Regions from separate parts of the Mus musculus genome. Here regions 2 and 3 are each linked to region 1. Evidence: chromatin contacts called from public Hi-C data. All regions are on one chromosome and are shown on one strand. The core of a region is the stretch at or near the end of the contact, and the rest is flanking DNA. Distances in the headings are between cores, read along the strand shown. Region 1 overlaps Tenm4 (teneurin transmembrane protein 4). Region 2 overlaps Tenm4 (teneurin transmembrane protein 4). Region 3 has its middle 19 kb from the start of Tenm4.

Region 1 (4,438 bases), core at 542-3,041:
CTATTCCCCACACTTTCATTTAGCTTGCAGAGATCTGTCTAAATTTCAAGATAAGAATGAAAACTTCTTATAAGGATGAGTCAGGTTGTGATGTCACATACATGTAGCCCCAGCACTTAGGAGAAAGAGGCAAAAAGGACCTTGACTTCAAGACCACTCTGCACTAACAGTGAGGTTCAGGCTAGCCTGGGATATAACGGGAGACTTTGTTTCTTCCTCCCCATCCCCAGAGAAAAATCCCAAAGCTGAACTTGATTACCTGTTCACATTACTGCCATGATCCCCAATGTCCCCAGGTCCACACCCATCTCTGTATGTCACTGAACACTGGGGAGGAGGCTGCTGCTGTTGTTCTAAGCCAAGAGGCAATCTTCAGAGAGTGTCTGCAGTTCTCTTTGGGGTAACTTGCCCTTGTGAGAAGAATGCTTGGGGTTCCTGGTATCCAGATCCCTGGTTGCTACTCTAGGAGTATGAATCAGGGCTATGGTACTCCCACAACCCTTCTATCACCTGAGAACATGGCAGAGTAAAGGCTGTAGCAACAAACTCTTGTACAGCTGGGTGCTGGAGCTACAAGCAAGGGGAAATTCACATGGTAATCTCAGAACATCTTCAACAGCTTTGTGGAGCTGTCTGCCCTCCACCAAGTGTCCTAAGTACATCTCCACTCTAGCTGTTGTCCAGCTCTTCCCTTCATGCGTTCGACAGTGATGCCTCTGTAACATAAGTCACTCTTAAATGGACTCGTCCTCCTTCTTGCATCTTTGATGTTTCTGTTTACTCTGCTCATGCTGTGAGTTCCTCCCTGACTACTAGCACTCAGATGTTATTTTGTGTCCCCTTCACTGTATTCCTGTCCAACAGCAGGTCAGTCCTGGAATGAAACTTCAATAGGACTTGGCCATTGAACTCTCATCTCATGACCACATTTGTAGTAGACATTACTTACTCTTTTTACATCCACCTCAACTTCCTGTGTATTCCAAACAGTCTGGACATGGGAAACTACAGATTCCTCCCACCAGATAGCTCAGGATAGATGCTGTCATTATAGCTGGATATTGCTCTCAGGGACCTTCCCTCCAGCACACTGGTAGAGATAACCACTCATCTGAAACTTCACGGTTTGGGTTCTCCAATTTAAATGTCAAAGACTTAGGGCAAGAGGGATATTGTGCCATGCGGGGGGCTTCCTGTCCTGTGGTAGCCAATCTTCGGCCCTGCCATTCCTTGAAAGTGGTCAAGTTAAAACAAGCAAAATAAAACAAGACAACCCACAAAGAGCCAACCAACGAGATGGTTCAGTAGGCAGGGACATTTGCTGCCAAGTCTGATCACCTGAGTTTGATTCCCAGGATATACAAGACAGATGGAGAGAGGTGACGCCTACAAGTTTTTCTCTGGTCTCCAAATGCATACCATGGCACAAGTGCCCCCTCCCACATACATACATACATTCGTACATACATAGTTAAAGAAATACGTTAACAAATAAAAACATTTTAAGTGTTTTTATTTTAAGAAAATGTGTAAGTTCCCCAATAGTCTCCTTTAAATCCTTTTCTGTTTAAACTAGCCAGAACGAGATTAAATCATGTCTTCCCTTCCCACAGACGACATATGAGCGGAGATTCTTACATCTTTGTTTTCCCTATACCCAAAATATAACCTTGTGCCTTAAAGCCCTCCTGAGACTGGATGGAGATGCAGAGCCAAGCATCCCTGTAGGTGCCTCCACCCTGCTGGGAGGTGCAGCTGCTGCTCTGCTAAGGACTCAGAAATCAGATCACCTGGCGTACTAACATTGTGGATAATGTAAACATTAATTTTGATGGGGCGGGCTGAGAGGATTTCTTATCAGAATTGTGAAAAGACTGTTGTATGAACAAATTAAAATGTGTTTTGTCGGTGCAGAGGCTTTTTTTTTTTTTTTGCTTCCTGCTTGGCTGGCTCTCTGCTGTGTTCCAAATAGCTGAGGGACATCCAGATAATCAAAGCTCGCTCACCATACATACTGTTAGCAACTCCTTTCAGACCCTTCCTGTCCAGATGTACAAAGAGAATAGCAAAAGGAAATAAATCCAACACTTCCCAGCTACACCCGCTACACCGCCAAGTCTCTGCAGTTCTGAATCATCAAACCTTGCATTTCTCATTAACTGCCCCTCATATGCAGCATTTTCAATTAAGTTGGGAACACTGCTACACTAATTATGTTATGATATTAGTCCCTGCAGATTAATATGCAGCTAACAGTTTAGGAGTGTCATCTGGATTGGATTGTTCAACCTACTTGCAAGCAAATACTTCCTAGAAAGCTGTCCCTGGCCTGGAACTGGATATGAATGCCTGATTTTATGAATTGATTTGACCGATCTACTAGATGTCTAGCTAAGTGGTTCTGGGGATGAAGGCAAAGGTGTTTTGTGGAGGAGACTCTGTAGACTGAGTCAAGATGGAGCACTTGGTATGAGTGGGCATTGGCCAGTCCTTGAGGGTCTGAATAGAGGGGAAGCAAGGAGCTTAAGCTGGGAGAACCATCTTTTTGGCTGCTGGCCACTAATCTCTTCTGGGATGTGCATGCTGTGAGTTCATAGGCCTTTGGGCTTGGCTGGTGTCAACACTACTGGTTTCTCTGTGCCTGCTGGCAGCTGGTGAGACTTTTCACTTCCATTAATTACACGAGTAATCTCTTTATACTTCTCTTCCTTTAATCTACTAGCCTCTTGGTTCTGAGTCTCTGCAGAGCCCTGTCTAATGCAGACCTGAAGAGTTAGGAGCTGTCCGGTGGTCTGTGGGGGTTCTAGCCTTCTGTCTGTCTGTGTGGCAGCTATACCTCCATCAGGACCTGATCCCACTGAGTCATAAGGTCGTGTTTTGTGTTTCTTGTGCAATCCACACAACCTTGTGCTCATAGGAAGTGCTCAGTTAACACTTCCTCAGCAGACCTGCCTTGAAATGTCCCACTGAAAAGCTACAGCAGAATGTCTTTCAATGTCTGCTTTCCATAAAAAGAAAAAAGAAAGAAAGAAAAATATATGGCTCTGTTCCATGAAAAACACAACCAGAGAAGGGGAAGGAAATCATATTTGCTGTTGCAAGTTCTAAATCAGACACTTTCAAAATACACAGGCTCATTTCATGTAACCAAGTATCATTTGAGGGAGATGCTGTCATGCACAGATGTAGATAGACCTGGGTGCAGTGACTTTCACCCTTGTGCTTTCCGGCACATCTGGCACCAATTAATTTTGCTGTAAGGGTGCATAGGAAGGACTCAGACATCTCAGAGTCTCTGTGTTCAAGACAGACAAAGGAAGCAAATGTCATTTGATAGTATCAAATGCAATAACTTGCAAGTGACATCCACTTAGCAGGTACTGTTCCTGGGTCCCTTTCTAAGTGCTTTGCGTCCCTTCTGAGCTAAGCATCCTTATCTCAATTCCCAAGAATGCAGAAACTGAGCCTCAGTGTTCCTGAGGAATAAAGAGAATGGACTAGGCTCTGGGCTAAGGTATCCTATTGACTATGACTAAGTCTCTTCATGGCTCTCAATTTCTGACTTTGTAAATGTAAGAGTTTGTGATTAGTGCAGGGAGCATGTGAGCAGTGAAAATGCTATCATAGGACAATTGTCAAAGGCAGGTCAGATACAAGGCTGTATCCAGATGCAGAAAGCCATGGTAGCCAAGTTTTCTGAGAGCAGACTGCTCAGTTCCATTCCTGTCTCTGCCATGGTAGACTTTGGCTGAGGCACACTCTGGACTATCTTTGTACAGTTTCTCCATCTTTAAGATGGAGGTAAGAGTAAAGTACATCTCATGGGGTTGCTTTGAGGACCAAATGGGCCATATTGCACAGATAACCAAGAAATAAGCATGGGGTTTTGGGATGCTCAACACTTCCCTGTTATGGATGTCATCCAAATGTTGCAAGTCACTTAAAAGTCAAGAGAGAGAAGTCTAATAAGACTTCAGAATAGTTGTCGGCAGCATGGCTGATAGACCAATCCACCTAAGACAGCCATGCCAGAAAGCTCCCAGCACTGCCATTTTGTGATAACTGTTTCCTGGACTGGATTTCTATGGGAACTCAGATTCAGAGAGAATACGTCATGCACCCAGGGTTACATACAGGACTAGAAAGGGGCAGAGGGAAACTTGTCCCCACACAAGCGAGAGTCGGTACTGGGCTTCTCTCATCTGTTGTTGAGTTCTCTAAACCTGGAGCTTTTTCAAAGTAATCCCATTGTGTGTGTGTGTGTGTGTGTGTGTGTGTGTGTGTGTGTGAGAGAGAGAGAGAGAGAGAGAGAGAGAGAGAGACAGACAGACAGACAGACAGAGACAGAGACAAGGAGAGAGACAGAGAGACAGAGAAAGAAAAAGATACAGAGACAGATTTAATTTTATTGAAATAAAGCAATTTGTACATGTTTGAA
Region 2 (4,438 bases), core at 616-3,115, 500 kb before region 1:
TAACCTGGAGAGGAGCTCACTCCTGAAGTGGCCCCGTCTTGAACAGCTCAGGTCAGCTTTAGAGGACGCACTGGGGGCATCTTGTGAGAGCAGAAAGAGTGTCCAAAAGGTTTTGAGTTGATTTCAGCCAGGTGTGAAGACTGTGTGTGAACAACTGACAGGCGAAAGTCTGGGGCTTGACTGAGTGGTCCAAGAGCTCAGGCAGCCCATTGTGGTACATGCAGAGGGAAAGGTAGATGGGGTAGGGGTGTCGGGGTGTGGGCTAGCGCAGCTGCCCACTGGGAGAAAGGGGAGGTTCTGCTGACTCGGGGCATCTGAAGTGTCACACACATTAAACAATTTATTATGTACACAGCATTGAGGGTAGCATAGTTACCAGCAGTTCTCAAAGCAGTAATACCTGGGAACCGATTAGAACTGCATGTTCTGGGGCTACCCTCCAGGCCTGCTTATTTGGGAATTCAGGGGGAGGGGGAGGTGCTATACGTTCATAAACTGCAAGTCAAAGCTTGAGAAACATTATAGAGTACAGAGTGCTAAGCTTTGGACAGCAGTTAAGGGTCTGGGTTGGCTGGGCTGGGCAGAGGGGGCATGGTGTTCTGAGCAGTGAGCTACTTTACATACATCCTTCTTTAAGTGACACAAGAAGAAATCGACCAGGAGGTCTGTGTCACCATGCCCTCATGGAGAGGCACGATCTGGCGTGCAGAGTACCTCAGTGACCAAAGGTCAGGTCGTAGCACCGGAACCCCTGTCCATGCTGAGGTGGCTCACAGTGGAGGGCTGCGCTGCTGATGCTGCCTGTCACTTCTGCCGTGATGTCTCCATCCAGCCTGCATGGAAGGAAGGGGCCTATTATAGCTTGACCCTCCTTTCCCTAGAGCTTAGCATGGGCCAACCTGGGGTCAATGAGAGTGGGATGGCATTCCTGACTTAGAAGGACGGTTGTTTGAATTTTCATAAAGTTTGCCACATACACCCGGGAGCTGGGCTCAGTAAATAATCTCTTCAAGACTACCAGCATTCACCCCTGACACTGAGGTCTCATAGCTTAAGTGTGCGATTAAAAGAGAGAGGTTCCCACGCACTGTGATTAGAACTACGCTAGATTGGAAAGAAAAGAACACAGCAGGAAAACACCTACACTACTCAAGGAGTTTTTCTCCTCTCTCCCTAAGTTGTACTATGTGGTTATTATCACGTCTCAGTTGAACACGCGCCTGTTAATTTGTAAGGTGCAGTAACTCTGTGGCAGGTCCTGCGTTTGGTGGTGGATGGGGCCAGGTGTTCCTGCCCCTTGGAATCTGTCTTTGAAGCCAGTGAGCATAAGAACCAGGCTAGGACACAGCTTAAGGCAGTTTGGCACTAGCTAAGGTGAGAGCTGCCTCTGTGTGTACCTCATCTTTTAGTAAGTGAGGCCTCTGGTCTTCTGTGATCCTCCAGACACCGCTGTTCATGACAGGTAGGACCTGCAAGGGACTCTGGGACTAAGATGGGGGTCTTCCTCCAGCCCTCCTGGTAACTGCCACTGTCTCCCAACAAAGGCCACTGCACACCTTTAAACACAAAATAGTCTTTTATTTGTCAACGAAGGCTACACGGGATCACTTCTGGTTTTGTTTTTATGCTTTCCCCCCTTTTTTCTAGAAGGTATCTACATCTGCATTTATTTACAGCCTTGTTGGTATTTACACAGTCAAGAATACAGTGTTAGAAACACAAAAGTGTTGAGAAAAAAACTTCTCAAAATTAGTTCCAGACTTCAGGAAAACTATTTCCACATGGTAAGGCCAGAGTCTCCAGTGTTGGTCATCCAGAGGCAGCTCATTATCGTCCTTTGCCAGAGCTGCGGGTTCAGAAGTCCTCAGAATGACGGGCACATTTAGAACAGTGGGGTTCTGGTGATGAGTGGATTAGAGCTGCTGGGAACCACCAGACATCTGTGGGTCAGCTTCTGCGGGGACAGCCGAGCCTGCCCACGGGCAGTCAGCCCTGAACCATCAGCCCTTAGAATCAATCACATTTTTCTTAGGGACTAGGAAGTAGCCCAGTCTCACGCCTTTGGCATTCCCCAGAGGGTAAGAAGTACAACACAGGGCCCCACCGAGGCCTCTGAAACACAACACAGGGTTCCCACCCCATGCTTCCCCACCTTTGATCTTCCACAACACCGTGAAACCGCATAGCCCGCCACTGTTCCGGGCAGTCAAGTACACAAGGCTGGTTTTTGAGAATGATGGGTTGGAGAGGATAAAGTTTCAGTCACCTGAGCAATGAGTCTTTAAAATGAGTTTGCTGTTTTGGGAAGGCTAAATAAAAAGGTCTTGAACCACAGAGTTCATTTTTTACTTCCGTCCCCTCTCACAAAATATAGACAATGGTTTTGACCTAGCTGGGGACGGTGTGCCTCTCGTGGAGGGCTTTTAGTCCTGATGAAGATCCCGGGAGAGAGGAGAGACTGGGACCCCATGGGAGGTGAATCCTCCTACCCCAGAATCGGCATAACCTGGGCTAAGCAGTTGATGTGAGGGATGAAGGACACACTCATCTTTGTGTAATGGGTGATTTAACCCCAAAGCCCAGCCCTCTGCTGGAAGCCAGCCAGCTCATCTCCCCGGGTACAAAGCCCAATGTCACTGCTCTCACCACATCACATGGCCAGCAGAAACACAAGGACTGCAAATGGCAAAGATGTGTTCTAAGATGTCACACTGAAAACCTTCTCTATAAAGGCAGTCACTTAAGTCACAGTTGTAAGGCCCTTTCTTCTTCTTCCCTTGCCTCAAGCCTATAAAGCCAGTTTACTCAGCTTACTCGGCTCTTCTTCATCATCTGCCCCCCTCCCCATGCAATCCCTCTTATTTTCAGGCACTTGTCCAGCCTCAGCAGTCTCCCTTTAGCTTCCTAGGGTTTCTTTCAAGCCCAGCATCCTTCAGTAGAGTCAGGCACTGGTGTGGACCTTGGGCTAGTTTTCCACCAGTGGCTCTGAGCCAAGTGTTAAAGGCTAAAGTGTGGTTTACTATGGAGTCAATATCACCACAATACCATCTAGTGATGCCTGCCTGGGAGATGACCATAAAGGGGGTCTCAGGGTATAAAAGACGAGGTCAGAAACTAATAAAGTCTTGTTTAAGGTCTTGGAGGAGGGGCTGAGGCTGGGGGACTAATTGGCAGTTGTGGAGGGTGGAGAAGGTGGGAACTATGCAAAAGCAATCCTTAGAGGTTCAGAAGCTAACTCCCATCAGAATCACAAACTTCCACCAGTGAGGAAGACCCGGTCACTCTCTCAAGTGGATAGATGTAATGAGTGTCGAAAGAGCGGGAGCTGTCCAGGATGGCATTTTATATTTAAAGTCTCCTAAATGGGCGAAAGGAACTGTGGCCTGTGCCTTTAAACACACCTGGGAGGTGGAATCCAACTGAAAGGAGCCAAGGTCATAGTTCAGGGAGGACAGCATCAGTGTCAAGGGAGGCACATGGCACTGTCTGGCCTACAGCTGAGGTCCTATACAGCTCAGGGATGCTTGCCTGTTTCCTCTCTGGGGTGGCAGTCCAGGAAGAATATGGGATCATTCCTTTTAAAGAAGAATACCCCATATCTCATGGTATTCACTGATGCCTAAAAATATAGTCTTTGAGGGAGGGAGACAACAGAGGAGGAAGTCACAGGCTGGACAGCTACAAGGAGATGGTCCCTTGGGTCACATGCTGTCTCTCTGTCTTATAAGTAAATGACCCCGGCGGATCTCAGCCAATGTCAGGCAGCCAGTATGGGACAGATCAACTAGGCCAACTCACAGGACAACTCTGCCCACAGGACCCTTACAGCAAACGTACATTTTGAGGGGCATATGTCTTCTGGATACAGAAAAACCCATGTGTTTCAGGTCAAACTATTTTCTATCCCACCCAAGAATGATCATACCAGAAGGGGGTCTGCATTACAGCTCGCGCTAGGTACTGTGGGCCTGAGAGGGCATCAAATCTGACCCAGCAGAGCTTTGATCCAGAGGCAATGAGCAACCAGTGGATAGAGCAGGCTGTGGCACACGGTTGCAACAGCGTGACGGATTTTTTTTTTCTTTTTTCTTTTTTTGGAATCAGGAAGAGCACTTAACGAAACACATCCTCTTATCCCAGTGGGACAACATAAGGCGAGATCTCCCCTCCCCCAACACGCTTTGGACACCTCTCTCTGCCAGGCAGAACTACACACTGCTCCGATTCTCCTGCGGTAAGAGACCTTCTTGGTTTCATTAACTCATGTCATATTCTTAAGACTCTGTAAGGCTATAAAGGTGCCATGAGCTTTATCAGTCCAACAAGGTTCCCACGGGGAATAGCTTAGACTCGGAATTCATTTTCCACACTTAATGTAAATGTAACCCATAAAAGTCCCATTTTCTAAGAAGCCCGGCTCAAAAGGAAGCATTTGGCT
Region 3 (4,438 bases), core at 595-3,094, 260 kb after region 1:
GGCTTCCTTAGAAAAGTTTATATCTCTGCAAAGGAGCCCCAGGCCCCCTCAACACTGTCTGTTTACAAACAATGGCCTCTGCATGGCGCACCATCTGACAATCTTCTCTGGTCAGAAAACAGAAGGCAGGTTCCCAGCTGCCACTCTTTGTCACATGGGGAGGTTGAGCAAGTGACTGCTTCCCTCCCCAGTCTCCGTTATAAAACAGACACACCCTGGACTCTGAAAAGTCCAGCTACAAAACAAGTCTTTGCACAGAGTAATCTCAACAAATAATAGCATTTTTTTTTTTTTTTTTTTTTTTTGGTCAGTGAAGAAAAGAACAAAGTATGTTCAGCACAGTGTCCCACATACGGTGTGGCTGCAAGGGCCACAAGAGGAAGTCCTTTTTATCATTTCAAGTTGCCTGTAGCAATATGGAATCAGGATTCTTTGAGCAACTGGGGTGAAATTCTCCCTTTGCTTACTGTTAGTTGATGAAACGGGGATCCATTACTTCATCCTTCAAAGACCAGACTCCTCATTCCTAGGTGGACAATGGTACCTGATAGAAGTGTAGTGGTTTAAGGAGAATGCCATTCTCAAAGCTGTTCATCTTCCTGGCATGTTCTATTGGAAACTACCTCTACCTCACCCCCAGCTCTATCAAGATCTGGGTGTTGGTTCTTCTTTTCCTTGAATTTGGCTGTGTTTGTAGGATGCCAATGGTTAGATGAGGGAGTCTATGCCACAGAAAGAGCCTCTAGTGCCTTACTCCAGCCAATAGTTCATATGTGCTGCACAGATATGTGAGTGAAGAAGTTCCTAGCTGTTTTCATACTTTGGTTTTTTTTAGGTATGAAGACCTAAACTTTGAGAAGCAGAGACCAGCCATTTCGCTGCTCTTTCCAATTTCCTGACTTGCAAATTGTTTTAAGCTAGAAAAATCACAACAATATATTATGTAGCAGGATTTTAATAAAACCACAAATACAATAAATAGCAAACAGAAGAAACAGCAGGATCTGTGATTAGAGAAGTTCCTATAATACTCACTACCACAGGCCCGGAAGGCCAAGCAGTTGCCAGAGACTCCACCCCTGAGGGTTATGCCCCGCCTACCACTCTCTCAGCCAATGGGGATTCTCTCAGCCTTCCGTCTCCTCTGGTAGCTGTTAGAGGGGCAGAGGGTGTGGAAGCGTGCTTAAAAGGCTCCTGACTCACAGCTGCGTTTGTGGGTCAGCTTTCTGCCCGCTGGGGACAGGGGAGTGGGTGGTGGAGGTGGGGGTAGGGGCTGGAGATGCCTTGATAGGAGTGGCTGCACCGCCGGTGTGAGGGCAGCTCCTTAATCTCTTTTCTCTGCTGCCTTTACATACTGGCCCGACAGAGGTCAGCATGCTGGACACATTCTTTGTTGCGGTTAAGCCAAGCCCTTAAGGCTTAGAATTGCTTTAAGCCTGATTAACTCCCAAGGAGACAGAAACATTTACATTTAGGGACAAGAGAATAAGATATTTAATCGCCTCTTTAAAACACATGCTTTCCTTGTTACTCAAAGCCAGGCAACTTCCCACCCCCCTTTCTTTTTCTCCAAGGCTGTGCCGATTTCTTTTGTTCTCAAACTAATCTCTCCCCCTCTTTTTTCCTTTTCACTCCTCTTTAATGGTCATCCTTCCTGCCCTTTCTTTACATTTTCTTTTAAAGATTTATTTATGTGTATGAGTTCCTATGTGCCTGGTGCCCACAAAGGTCAGAAGAGGGAGTCAGATCTCCTGAAAGAGGAGTTAAGGATACGTGTGAACCACCATGAGGATGCCAGGAAATGAACCCAGGTTCTCTGCGAGAGCAACAAGCAATCTTAACCTCTGAGCCATCCCTCTAGCTCCCCCTTCTTGCCCTTTCTTAACCAGATTTCTTATTCTCCTCGATCCCTCTTTTGTGTCTCTGTTGTTCCTCTCTGGATGTCTTGCAGCTTTGGGGTCTTCCACTTTCCTGTTCCTTTGCTCCTGAACGTTGAATTGCACACTTGTCTTTGAAGGAGTTATCAGTGTGGTTCCCCAAATATTTACTAACAGAGGAGCTTGAATTCTGGAACCCCTGCTACCGACTTGGCTTATTTCTGACCAGTGGTGGTAGAGGTATCCAGCGATGCGTTTCAAATCCAATGAGCCAAATCACACAGTGGGAGGCTTAGGAGAAGTCACTCTGAGTTTGAGCTTCCTTCACCGATGGTTCCCACTCTGTCTTTTGGTGATAACCTCAGAGCAATGAGCAAGGCTGCCCAAGCCTTTCTCTGAAGGCTTGGCAAAGAGCCTCGAGCTTGGGGTAAAGATCTCACCTCCCACCAGCTGTTAACCAGTCACTTTATCCCTGAGCCCTCTGAGTCCTTTCTTCACCCATAAAATGGCTAGCAGCCATCATCTTGTCTTTCTCATGGGGCTATTATGATGCACATACAAGCTAATGAATGGGAAAGCATTTTTGCAAACTATAACGTGCTGTACAAATTTAAACCCTTTTTATTATTGTTGTTATCATGATCATAATTTTTATGTTGTGCTAATGCTCATCTTACAACTCATCAGTATTAAGAAGCAGCTCTGAGTGGAATGCAATCTTGCTTCCCCCTCATGAGTGAATTTAGGGTGTCCATGGGGATAGATTGCTATTTCAAGGGGCTTCATCAAGTCCCCTGCTTCCTCCCCGCTCTGCTCAGGATAGCTTGCAGATGAGCTGGGAAAGCTGAGTTCATCCTCCAGGCCTGGTTGCACAGCTTTCCAAGGTGTATCACCACCTTTACCCACTCTTGCCTCTATGGCCTCAGTGGTACAGACTAGACTTTCAAGGGTTACCCTCGCTCACCTAGAACACAGATGACCTGTTCTCAGCAGGTCTCTGTCCTGCTCCAGCTTCTGCTATCCTTAGCCTCAGTCTCTTGGGCTCCCCCCTGTGGCGGGTCATGGCCAAGCCTTCCTTATGGCCCTAGAGGAAGAGGTCCTCCATCAAAGAAAGTAAATGCTACCCTGAGCATAGACTTCTCCATCCTTCCCAGCTGCTAAGACAGTTACTTTCCTGATGTCCAGTGCAGGTAGGAAGAGCAAGGACAACCGTTAATGCTGTGCTGTTAAAACCAGTAACAACCTGTGTTCTACCTTGAATTAGCAAGCTCTCCAATCTACAAGTCTACAAGTCTGGATCAAACAAGAATACTTTCCAGGAAAGGGAGCTTACATGGCACTGGTGTGTGTGTGTGTGTGTGTGTGTGTGTGTGTGTGTGTGTGTGTGTATTGGGGAGGTTTGAGGGGTAGGGGCAGAACTGTGGAAAAGAACTCTTTATTCCATCCTACTCCAAGACTTTACTGTCAGCACTGTGCTAACCTGCCCAAATTTACCCTGGCCACATCCTGATATCCCAGCTTCTCATCATGTGGCTTATTCATTCCTGCCTCTCCTTCTCAGAGCCTCTGAATAGTTTCAGGGTTTCTCAAATCCACTTTTCTCTACTTCCCATGAGGATTCCAAGAGGATTTGTTAATGCATTTTACAGATAAGAAAACAGACACCTTGCTTGAGGTCTGGGGCTCTTGGAGTGATAGAACCAGCCGGAGGTCAATCAAAGTGGAAGCTCATGCAGCCATCAGGGTGGCCTCCTTCATGCTTTTACCCAGTGACTCTTGGCCTCTGTCCTCATGGACCCCACGATGGAATGGGACAGAAAATCCCATAAACAGATCCTGGCCACACACCAAGGCCATCATGGTATAGAAACACATTTAGAGATCAAAAACAACAAAAGAACTAGATATTATTTTGCCTGAAGAGCAGACAGCGGTGTTAGTGGTGCTTTTGTGTGTATGGGTGTGTGTGAGTGTGTGTGTGAGTGTGTGTGTGTGTGTGAGTGTGTGTGTGAGTGTGTGTGTGAGTGTGTGTGTGTGTGAGTGTGTGTGTGAGTGTGTGTGTGTGTGTGTAGAGGGGACTGCTGTGAAGCAACACAATCAACAGTCTTTTCAGAAGTCAGAAACTCTAAAGGGAAAATAAAAATGGTTTGTGCTATTTCTACAGCCCTGTCTATGCAGAAGCTGCTAATCCTTACTGACCAATGAATCCAAATATGGCTTCAGAAGCATTTGGAGGGTGGGGATGGGGAGGGTGGAGACTGGCAGGCTTGAAGAAACTGTTGCAGGGAGTCCCAGACAAAAACTCTTGTTTTCTTGAAGACAAAAGAGGCCCAGAGAAGGGACTACCATACACATGTCTTTAAGGCTCAATCCCACCGGGATCTACGGTGCTAAACCATCCTCTGGTCTCTCATTCATTGAAGAACGGGGACTCCATGAATTCTTCTAGTGTGACATTTCTGCAACACCAAAAGTAAATTCTACCTTTGTCACCCCTCGGGTCATACAATGAGGTGGTCATGATTTTTGTCACTTTAGAGAAGAAGAATCTGGGGCCAAAA

The links. A called contact is a pair of places that touch in the nucleus more often than the background predicts.
Region 2: a Hi-C map of the N1E-115 cell line shows a contact between it and region 1, with 3 times the contacts expected there. The contact joins two enhancer-like sites. A contact is called at or near these places in 1 of 15 datasets of contacts at CTCF or cohesin (pro-B cells), 6 of 484 Hi-C or Micro-C datasets (the N1E-115 cell line, cerebellum, embryonic stem cells and 2 more), 1 of 115 datasets of contacts at active chromatin or transcription factors (embryonic stem cells) and 1 of 9 other capture datasets (embryonic stem cells).
Region 3: a Hi-C map of the N1E-115 cell line shows a contact between it and region 1, with 2.2 times the contacts expected there. The contact joins two enhancer-like sites. A contact is called at or near these places in 6 of 484 Hi-C or Micro-C datasets (the N1E-115 cell line, cortical glia, liver and 2 more) and 1 of 115 datasets of contacts at active chromatin or transcription factors (embryonic stem cells).

The regions. Positions count from the first base shown.
Region 1 is chr7:96,412,159-96,416,596 of GRCm38.p6, reverse strand. The region is part of intron 2 of Tenm4 (teneurin transmembrane protein 4); the gene reads right to left. Among named protein-coding and RNA genes, the nearest start is that of Gm15412, 72 kb to the right of the region's middle. Within about 2 kb of position 1,791, at least 9 of the 459 cell types and tissues checked have an H3K27ac peak or open chromatin away from gene starts, as enhancers often do. A contact at or near this core is called in the N1E-115 cell line, where this site is marked.
Region 2 is chr7:96,908,213-96,912,650 of GRCm38.p6, reverse strand. Tenm4 (teneurin transmembrane protein 4) reads right to left here. Exons shown (of 33, transcript NM_001310762.1): 33 at 1,558-4,438. Among named protein-coding and RNA genes, the nearest start is that of Gm22226, 9.7 kb to the left of the region's middle. Within about 2 kb of position 1,865, at least 14 of the 459 cell types and tissues checked have an H3K27ac peak or open chromatin away from gene starts, as enhancers often do. A contact at or near this core is called in the N1E-115 cell line, where this site is marked.
Region 3 is chr7:96,149,952-96,154,389 of GRCm38.p6, reverse strand. No RefSeq gene overlaps it. Among named protein-coding and RNA genes, the nearest start is that of Tenm4, 19 kb to the left of the region's middle. Within about 2 kb of position 1,844, at least 151 of the 459 cell types and tissues checked have an H3K27ac peak or open chromatin away from gene starts, as enhancers often do. A contact at or near this core is called in the N1E-115 cell line, where this site is marked.